Linked DNA regions of Mus musculus: region 2 is linked to region 1. The links are chromatin contacts, called in public Hi-C maps. All regions are on one chromosome and are shown on one strand. Each heading gives the region's core, a stretch centred on a gene start, on an enhancer-like site or on the middle of the called end of the contact. The rest is flanking DNA. Distances are from core to core; before and after follow the strand shown. Region 1 has its middle 230 kb from the start of 4933402J10Rik. Region 2 has its middle 99 kb from the start of Gm23331.

Region 1 (5,507 bases), core at 1,634-4,133:
AAACAAATAGCATACACCAGCTGATATGAGACCCCCAACACACATACAGTAGAGGACTTCCAGGTCTGTGATCATTCAGAGATGATGCACCTAACCCTCAAGAAACTGGAGGCCCCAGGTAATATAGAGGTCAGGTGGGGTGGGGTGTGGAGACATCCACATGAAGACAGGGGGTGGGCAGGATGTACTGGATAAGGAACAGTTAGAGGTTAGACAGGGGTTTAGGGGAATAAAATATAGAGTGTAAAAAATTAATTAAAAATTTAATAAAAATAAAAACCTACAGCAAAGAAAAAAATCTAAGCTTACCACTCTCTACATTTTAAGTGAACTATGGAACTGTTGAAAATTGGAGATCAAAATGAGTAATATCTGACTAAAGACATATTACTGATGGCTCAGCAGTTAAGAGTCCTTTCTGGTCTTGCACAGAATTGAAGATGGGTTTCCAGGCATATCTCTAGCTGCAGGAGATGTGACAACTTACTGCCTTCAAAGGAACAACTGTCATGGTCACATACACAGAAATACAGAGACATAATTAATAATGAATCTCAACATAGTGTTCTATTTCAGTGAATTTTGATATTTTGGGCATTACAGTGAAATCTGTAATGGTTTTAGTCACACTGTAACATGAACACATTGCATTCAAATCACTATTACCAGAAACGAGGCACCATATTTTCTTTCTTTCTTTTCTTTTAATTGCTTCATTTTATTTAATCTTTCCTTTTACTATGTTAGCTCTGAAAATGAATATTTTGAACAAAAAGCTTTATGCTACACAAGACTGAAAAATTAGTCAGCAATCACTGGAAGGAAATAACATAAGTTTCTAATAAACCTTTTCCAGTAGATGGGGAATTCATATATGAGAACTGTATTCAGAGCATACATTAAAAGTGTAAGAAAATTCTATATAGCCAAATAGATGAATACATAAAGGCTTAGGTTAAAACCATGGCTGTATGAATAGGCTTACTCTTCACCAGTTCCTGAAAATTCATATAAATAAAGAATGTGCTAAAATACTCTAATAGTTATCATCCTACATTTTTTCCTGGATAGTTTTTGCCTTTATTTTTGAGAATTACATATGTGTATATATATTCACATTATTTCTACCCCTCTCTACAGATCCAATTGCTTGTTTTCTATTGTGAGAAAAAAATGGGAGTGGCTCAGGCTGGGAGGGGAGGTGGGAAGGAACTGGGAGGAATAGAGAGAGGGAAAACAGTAATCGGGATATACTGTATGAAAAAATGTTTTCAATAACAGATGACCTTCTTATTTTTATAAGAAACCATTTGAAAAGCTACACAACATAGTAAGCGATTTGCCTTTGTAAGCCTGTCTCAAGTGAATAGGAACATAAATGGCTAAAAACTTTGAATGAAAATATAAACTAGATATATTTAAGGGTAGGATTTAATCTACATATAAGATTAAGTAGTTGTTTATGTTGCACACAAGAGAATACAATTTTATGCAAAATATCTGTTTAGCTACATTGTGACAATAATATATAACAGGAATGTTAATTTAAGTTTTTCTATTGTGACTGTACTCAGAACTTTTAAATCTTGGTACACAGATTTCAGATTTTCAAGCTATCCATTTTGCATGTATATAAAGTTTGAATTTTGTTCTAAAATTCTAATTTTCAAAAGAAAAATATGTGCAATGAAAACTAATATATGAAGTTACTGATGTGGTGCATGCTTCATAAAGTTTATCCTTTATGTCTATTCAGCTGTTACTATAAAAGAATTATACATTACAAACATAGAGAAGGATTTTAGATCATTTAAAATCCATTAAGAGCTAAGATACTTTTATAATTAATTTTCCACTGAGATGAGAATTCAGAACCTTGAAATAACTTGCAGATGGGCATTGTCATCAGCAAGGGAACCTCTGTGGCGCCTTCCAAGAATTATTTTAATCTCTATTAGAAATTCAGGGTGCATTGATATCTCACACTCTTGTTTGATTTCTTAGAAATAACATGGCTGAGTTCCAAAAGGACTTAAATTCTGAGCTATTTGCTGAACCACATATGCCTTTCCTTGGAACATCATCTTTGTCATGGAAATGTTCCTTGGAATGAAGAGATGTGCAAATTCATGTTTTTTTTTTTCCCTCAGCTCCTTTCCTCACTCTTGCAAAGATGATGTAGTCACAAAGGGAGCAACGTTAGGGAAACACAAAGGTGTATCCTGATAAATACTTCCAACAGCATCACGGAATAGATTGTTAATTGTTGTGCCACAAATTGCAACAAACAAAGTTACAGGCATAAAACAATAGACATTTGTCATATTTTCTGAATCAAAAGTGTGCCCAGCTAGCTGTAGTCACCACTACACTGATTGGATCCACTCCCCAGTTTATTGGCAAGGCTGTACTTCTGCCATATTTTTGGACTGAGACCTCACCTCCACAAGCTGCACACTGGAGCCTTCCATTGGTAGCATGCCATATGGACCTTCCACAGAATGATTCAAAAAATGGTAGATTGCACAGGAAAAAAAAAAAAAAGAGGGCCAACTGAAGCCACACACATTCCTTGTTAACTTGATTATAGACTGCTGTCATTAGACAATGTCTCATTTTCTTCACAGGAACCCAAGACGAGGCCCATTCTCACTAACAAGTTAGTGAACGTGATGAACATTTCCACAAGCTGCTAAAACAGTGTTTGCTATAAACAGATGTACATGTTTTCTGCCTAGACATATTTTGTGGAAATTTCTTCAAATTCCAATGTAAAGGTAACAAGTACATTGTCTTTGACAAAAAACAGATAAAGTGTGTGTTGCCAGGAATGGCTTTATCACCAAATGTTGCTTTAGTGTGTGCCAAGCCTACTGACTACTAGTTAAACTACATCCCACTCACTGCTATTTCAGGACCATATGATTTGAAACAGGTGATGACTAAAGGTGCTGTGATTTCCCTAGCATATTGTTTATTCAATATTTGATAAGTGTTTCTGCCGCTTACTTGGAACGGAAACATCAAAGGCAGGTATGAGAAATTTGGCCAAGATTCTGTGGTTCCATGTGAAATATTTTGACAAGAACTTGTATAAAGAGAAATGCATACAGGCTAGAGGGTGCGCCAGAGAACCGGACAGCTTCTGGGACGGGCAGAAGCACAGAGCCGCTGAGGCAGCAGCCTGGGCGGGCCGCAGACAGCCGGCCACCGTCCGGACCAGAGGACAGGTGTCCGCCTGGCTCGGGAGACGGCCTCAGCCTCAGGAGCAGCGGTCACCATCTTGGTTCCAGGACTCCCTGGAACTTAGGATTTTAGTCTGCACAGGTGAGAGTCTGCACCACAGAAGCTGACAGCTTCTGGGAACTGCCAAAGCAACACAGCTTCTGAGAGAGGCCCTGTTTTGGGCCTTCTTCTTCGACCAGGAGGAGGTCCAAAAACAAGATATCTGCGCACCTTCCCTGTAAGAGAGCTTGCCAGCAGAGAGTGCTCTGAGCACTGAAACTCAGAGGAGAGAATCTGTCTCCCAGATCTGCTGAGAGACAGTAACAGAATCACCAGAAGAACAATCTCTAAACAGAGTCAACTATAACTACTAACTCCAGAGATTACCAGATGGCGAAAGGTAAACGTAGGAATCCTACTAACAGAAACCAAGACCACTCACCATCATCAGAACCCAGCACTCCCACTTCGCCCAGTCCAGGGCACCCCAACACACCCAAAAAACTAGACCTAGATTTAAAAGCATATCTCATGATGATGGTAGAGGACATCAAGAAGGACTTTAATAAATCACTTAAAGAAATACAGGAGAACACTGCTAAAGAGTTACAAGTCCTTAAAGAAAAACAGGAAAACACAATCAAACAGGTAGAAGTCCTTACAGAAAAAGAGGAAAAAACATACAAACAGGTGATGGAAATGAACAAAACCATACTAGACCTAAAAAGGGAAGTAGACACAATAAAGAAAACTCAAAGTGAGGCAACACTGGAGATAGAAACCCTAGGAAAGAAATCTGGAACCATAGATTTGAGCATCAGCAACAGAATACAAGAGATGGAAGAGAGAATCTCAGGTGCAGAAGATTCCATAGAGAACATCGGCACAACAATCAAAGAAAATGGAAAATGCAAAAAGATACTAACTCAAAATATCCAGGAAATCCAGGACACAATGAGAAGACCAAACGTACGGATAATAGGAGTGGATGAGAATGAAGATTTTCAACTCAAAGGTCCAGCAAACATCTTCAACAAAATTATTGAAGAAAACTTCCCAAATCTAAAGAAAGAGATGCCTATGAACATACAAGAAGCCTACAGAACTCCAAATAGACTGGACCAGAAAAGAAATTCCTCCCGACACATAATAATCAGAACAACAAATGCACTAAATAAAGATAGAATACTAAAAGCAGTAAGGGAAAAAGGTCAAGTAACATATAAAGGCAAGCCTATCAGAATTACACCAGATTTTTCACCAGAGACTATGAAAGCCAGAAGAGCCTGGACAGATGTTATACAGACACTAAGAGAACACAAACTGCAGCCCAGGCTACTATACCCAGCCAAACTCTCAATTATCATAGAGGGAGAAACCAAAGTATTCCACGACAAAACCAAATTCACGCATTATCTCTCCACGAATCCAGCCCTTCAAAGGTTAATAACAGAAAAAAACCAATACAAGAACGGGAACAATGCCCTAGAAAAAACAAGAAGGTAATCCCTCAACAAACCTAAAAGAAGACAGCCACAAGAACAGAATGCCAACTTTAACAACAAAAATAACAGGAAGCAACAATTACTTTTCCTTAATATCTCTTAACATCAATGGTCTCAACTCCCCAATAAAAAGACATAGACTAACAAACTGGCTACACAAACAAGACCCAACATTTTGCTGTTTACAGGAGACACATCTCAGAGAAAAAGATAGACACTACCTCAGAATGAAAGGCTGGAAAACAATTTTCCAAGCAAATGGTATGAAGAAACAAGCTGGAGTAGCCATCCTAATATCTGATAAGATTGACTTCCAACCCAAAGTCATCAAAAAAGACAAGGAGGGGCACTTCGTTCTCATCAAAGGTAAAATCCTCCAAGAGGAACTCTTAATTCTGAATATCTATGCTCCAAATACAAGGGCAGCCACATTCATTAAAGAAACTTTAGTAAAGCTCAAAGCACACATTGCACCTCACACAATAATAGTGGGAGACTTCAACACACCACTTTCACCAATGGACAGATCATGGAAACAGAAACTAAACAGGGACACACTGAAACTAACAGAAGTGATGAAACAAATGGATCTGACAGATATCTACAGAACATTTTATCCTAAAACAAAAGGATATACCTTCTTCTCAGCACCTCATGGTACCTTCTCCAAAATTGACCACATAATAGGTCACAAAACAGGCCTCAACAGATTCAAAAATATTGAAATTGTCCCATGTATCCTATCAGATCACCATGCACTAAGGCTGATCTTCACTA
Region 2 (5,507 bases), core at 882-3,381, 840 kb before region 1:
ACTTTAAGATCCACTCCATGGGATAAAACACATGCAAGACATTACTCAATGTCAATACCCCTGCAAGACTAACTATGCCATAGACCTAGGGGAAAAAGAAATAATTTTTCAGTTAGACACAGAACAATAAAATGACCCCAATGATGTTCTTTTGTAGCCATGAATAAATTGTCACTATCAGTTGTTAGAGAAATCCTCTTACACTTTATGTAAACTAATATAAAGAACCCAAAGTGGGCCATATGCAGTGACAGTAATTTTTGAAACACTCTGCTTGAAATGTGATTTTTCCTCACATCAGTTCCATCAGGGCTCAAGGCACTTTCTGGAAGAGGAGAAAACATTGTAGGACTGAGAGGAAATGGATGAATCCAAAGAAAGCATATATTCCAGACACAATAAGACTGAGGTACATATAAATTTATAGAGTGCAAAGCATGCATAAGGCCTCTCCAGGATTAAGACACAGGATCTCAGGAATGAGTATTGGATAGACACTCCCATCCTAAATCAAGAAGCCATCTCCACCTAGCATCCGTTTGCAAAAGAAAAATAGTTCTCTTTAATGTAGTCTCACCGAGCATATTAACCACATTTATGTGGGGACCCCATTCCTAGCTATAGACAACCAATAACACAATGAACTCAATAGTATTTCATAGACTTTTTTTTTTTTCATATTGCTTTGTTTGGGCTTTTCCTTCCTTCCTTTCTTCCTTCCTTGCTTCCTTCCTTCCTTCATTCCTCCCTCCCTCCCTTCCTCTCTCTCTTTCTCTCTCCCTTCCTCTCTCTCTCTCTCTCTCTCTCTCTCTCTCTCTTTCTTCCTTCCTTCCTTCCTTCCTTCCTTCCTTCCTTGTAAAGATTTCCCCTTCTTTATGGTTTGTTTGTTGTCCATTTTCTAAAAAGAGAAAGCAAGAAGGCATAGAGTTGTTAGTAGTTTGAGGTGGAGAGGAAGTAGAGAAGAAGTTGTAAGAGGAGAAATATTGGGTATAATATATTGTTTTTTTCAAGAGTAAAAAAGAAATGTGAGCTAAGGAAATCAGTAAATAAACATCAAATGTTAACATAAACAAAACTCAAGTTAGTTGTGAAAATGATCAATATCACTTATGTCATGGAAATGCAAATTAAATCCCCTGAGAGGTATCATCCCTCCCTTTGCAAAGTTAATGAGCACTGGAAGTTAAAATTCTGTACACTGTTAAGTAGGGTAAGGCTTTATCCTCACTATCAGATCCCCAGATTAAAACCTCTCCTTCATTTATGAGGTTAAGAGTCAATGCCGTTAAGCAAACTCAATGTTATCATGCTGCAGGTTAGACAAATATCAACTAAAACAATATAAATAATCTCACATGCCTTATTTAGTCTCTAATTTTCTTAGAAAAGTGATAAGAGAAATAAGTGCTTCTGAACTTTCTTTGTCTCTAAGACATATTTTAGGTGACCCAAATGGACTTTTTAAAGTAAATTATAAACTATACTTAAACGTAAAATTGTATTTAATGTTACCTTTTTCTCCATTAGAAAAAAATGGAATTCATTCTACATGTTTAATGATATAATTTGCAGCATAAAATAATCTATTAAAACCTTTAAATAGAAGGGAGAAAGAAATAGGAAAGGAAAAAAATACTAAATCATTGATATCCAAAATACTCAAATATAGATATCTCTATGTCTCTTTACTTCGTATGTCTTTTATACTTGAAATATAAGCATGAAAGTCTGTCTTGTTCATGCTTTGTAACTCTTTAGTAATGTAACACTATAGCACACAGATAGAAAATATTAAGAAACACCAGATTTTGATTTTCATGAGAAAAGAGAATAACTAACAAACGTGAATTTAAGTCATTCAGTCATTCATGCATGCTGCAGAGGTGAGGCCAATCAGATGACAGGCGTCCAATTTCACACCACCACAGCACATTCTCTGCTAAATGTAACGGAAGAATGAACAAAGCAACCAGAAGCAATCTAACAGTCCAACAAATTTCTGTTCAGTGGATGCTGGTTTCCAAGAAAATGCTAATAACAAGACCACGTGTTGTTTTGGCAGAGTCAGGAGTTAACGTGATTATGTTCCCATGGGTCACCACATGTTGTCTTGGCCATCATCATTGTTTCCTGTAGTGATAAGATGCCTAAGGGTTACCACAGGCTGATAGACATAGCACGCCAAATTACACTCTGCATCACGCCATCTGCCAAGCTACAGCTTTTCAGGACACTGCAGAACTGCAGAAAGAAAAAAAAAAAGTCTTGTGATTATAGGCAGGTATTTCATGATCTATGATCTGGAATCATTTTTATGGAGCTGATGATTATGTACACATGACAGGGTGAGAGTGTCAATGAAATCCCAATTAGGGGGGATATTCAAAAGCCCAGGCCTGCATAGCTCACTAAGTTTAACAGAAGGGAGTGTGGATTCATCTTGTAGCATTTGTTCTATTCTCAGCTTTAATTAGCATCAAGGAGTTTAATTAGAAAGATACCATATGAGAGAATACAGGGAATGGAACAGCTCGAAGGGACAAAACACTTCTTTGGTCCAGATGCTTCGTGCTCCCAAATAATTTGAGAGATGTGGTCAAGAAGACACAATTAGAACCTAGGGATTACAAACTCCAGGCAGAGACATGCATGTTTGAAGGCCTGCTCAAGAACTACAGGCAGACAATGATAATAGTTATTAATCACAGTCCTTGTCCAAAGGCTCTCCTCTTCCCAGTGTCTGCACTAAACAGCTACACCACGTGGATCCTCTCATTAGTGTACTGTGGATGTTTTCTTTTTTCTCATACTCTCTGAATGAAATATTGTGCATCACAGTTACATAATTATTGCTGTTTAAGTATTTATTAATTCAACAATTGTTTTGTGGAAAACCCATGCATATGATACCTGCACTGAATAGGAAATGAAATACAGAGGAAGAAAGAAAAATGAGAATCTTCTCACAAGTAAAAAAATCATTGAGAATGACTGAGAGAACATCTTGGTACTTTGTTACATATTCTGCTTTAAATAACACAACAATAAAAGTCAGCTCTCCTACAAAAACTGCTGACATACAGTATTGTTCAGTCACTATCTTCTTAAGCAAACAGAACAAACCAGAAATCATGAATTTAATATGCTCTTCCCAGTTTTGCTTGTACAGTAGCAGAATAAAATGAAAGAAATTTTTTATTTTGTTGAATTTATATATATGACTTTATATAAGATATTAATTATAAAGATTTCTATATATAATTTATAAATATCCCCATAATTTATGGTTTTCTGGAATTATATTTTTTCAGGAATTGTATATATATAAAATGTGTGTGTGTGTGTGTATACATATACACATATACATATATAGGTAGGTAGAGAATGGGAAATGAGGTTACAAGGAAAGTCTCCTCGACAAAGCTTATAAGATCATTTAAGATCTGTGTCCCATTATTTCTATACGTTACCTCTAGGGTATATTCTGAATGTTTGTGAGCTTCTTCAATTTCAAAAGCCTGAAATTTATTTTACCAAGTCAAGTACTGTCGTGAATAAGCAGGGAGCTAATAAAATTGCTTTCAACTAAAGTTTTCAAATGGAAAATTGAATGGATTTGAAATTTAAAGGTAGTCTTTAGCCAAGTTGAAAAAGCTAAACTTTAAATGAATTCCTCATGGATTTCTAATATTTATAACGTATGAAGTAAAATTGAGAATTAAACTGTCCTTTGCAATAAAAGCTAGGAATTGAACAGAACAAAATTTTTGCCAACTAAGCATGTGCTTACCGTCCTGCTGACACTGACTTCGCCAAGTTTGTTAGAATCAGTGTTGTAAAGCTGATATTAACGTCTGTGTATAGTTAACATTTGAGGTACTATTTCAATTAATAAATTAATGTATTTCAGTTAGTTTCAGAAAATTAAAGTGAAGCTATAATTTTTGATAATGGCTTTATTAGATGTATAGAAATATGGAAAAGTATTCATTTCAAGAAATGATTCAGGAATTGTTTTTAAAAGTTTTGGTTTTGGTATAAAGAATCCTCTGGATGGATTGTCTGACCTTTTAGAATATTTAGAAGAAATATATAATAACTAAAACAGTACTTTTTTTATTTTACAAATAAAGCTATGAAACACAAATACTGAAATGTTAATCTCGATTATCCTCTCTTCAAAATGTGGTGAGACTCTGTTGTTCAATTTAATACTATATTGCCTTTTTTTGTTTTTGAGTTTTTCGAGACAGGGTTTCTCTGTGTATCACTGGCTGTCCTGGAACTCACTCTGTAGACCAGGATGGCCTTGAATGGTGTAATTTTTTAAGTTTCAAGTAACAGTAGTAAAATATTGATAGTATGTAAAGAGAGTAAATAAACTCAGAGGTATTACTAGCCTGGAAGTTAGGTCCCTAAAACAATTTTCTTAGCATTTTTATGATAAAAGAAGAGAAAGCAAGAGTGAAATTACTATCATAAATTTTTAGTTTAAAATAAAAATTTCAGAAGCACATAAAAACTCAGAAAATTAGCCCTCAATAAAGCACGGTAAGAGGGACACTAGGAAAACATACTAAAGAGTAATACATAGGACTTATGCATTTTAAAGAAACACAAGTTTCAGAGTGAATTAATTGAGTGCACCAAATCACAAGATAACAGAGTAGAGTAGGGACAAATGATCAAAAGAAAAGTGAAACAAGGATGTGGGATGATGAGGCACTTGTGCATAATATGAACATGAGTTCAGAGTCCCAGCTATAAAGTGATGTAATGATGGATGGATTTATAGCAATTGCAAATAACTGTGTGACTAATAATTAATTAGGGCCATTTTAAGGATAGAATAGAAGCCTCATCCATTAGAACCTTTCTCAAATATACACATATATGCATGTGATCTAAGTGAAATTTCCAAGTAAGGAGGAAGACAGTCTCAAATGGCCATCACTTTTACTTGTGCTGACATTAAGTTTCCTCCAATTAGGTTGTTGGCAAAGGGTTCCCATGAGAAAACTCAAACAGTGGAGATAATGCCACAACTATAGTTTTATCTGAAAAACTGATGGCAAGACCTTATTGCTGAAGAAAACTACACAACTCTTTGAACATGCAGAACTCAGTTGTTGCCTACATTGAGCCATTAACCCTATTGCTAGTGTCTTTGGTACAGGAATGTACTCTTCATGCTACCAACCAATAAATATAAGCATCTAGCTAGCTGCAAACTCTTAGGTCTACAAATGTGTACTGTCTGCTAGGGCAATGGTGGCACAAAGTTGTAGGAGTAACTAATCTATAACTGATTGACTTAAGGCTCACTCCACTAAATGGAACCCAAATCCAACAGAGAAGAAAAAGCCCAAGGATCAAAGGCAAAAATCACAATAATATTGGTTTGCTTGGTTTATCTATTTTTCTGGAAGTTTTATGATGCAATTTGTTTTTCAAATTTCTATAGGATTTTTTTTCACTTTATATCTCACTCACTGTACCTCTCCTGG

Evidence for each region. Hi-C and Micro-C count contacts between places; a contact is called where the count stands out from the background.
Region 2: a Hi-C map of cerebellum shows a contact between it and region 1, with 1.9 times the contacts expected there. The contact joins two enhancer-like sites. A contact is called at or near these places in 2 of 484 Hi-C or Micro-C datasets (cerebellar granule neurons and cerebellum).

The regions. Positions count from the first base shown.
Region 1 is chr5:59,753,792-59,759,298 of GRCm38.p6, reverse strand. No RefSeq gene overlaps it. Among named protein-coding and RNA genes, the nearest start is that of 4933402J10Rik, 230 kb to the left of the region's middle. Within about 2 kb of position 2,883, at least 3 of the 459 cell types and tissues checked have an H3K27ac peak or open chromatin away from gene starts, as enhancers often do. A contact at or near this core is called in cerebellum, where this site is marked.
Region 2 is chr5:60,596,890-60,602,396 of GRCm38.p6, reverse strand. No RefSeq gene overlaps it. Among named protein-coding and RNA genes, the nearest start is that of Gm23331, 99 kb to the right of the region's middle. Within about 2 kb of position 2,131, at least 13 of the 459 cell types and tissues checked have an H3K27ac peak or open chromatin away from gene starts, as enhancers often do. A contact at or near this core is called in cerebellum, where this site is marked.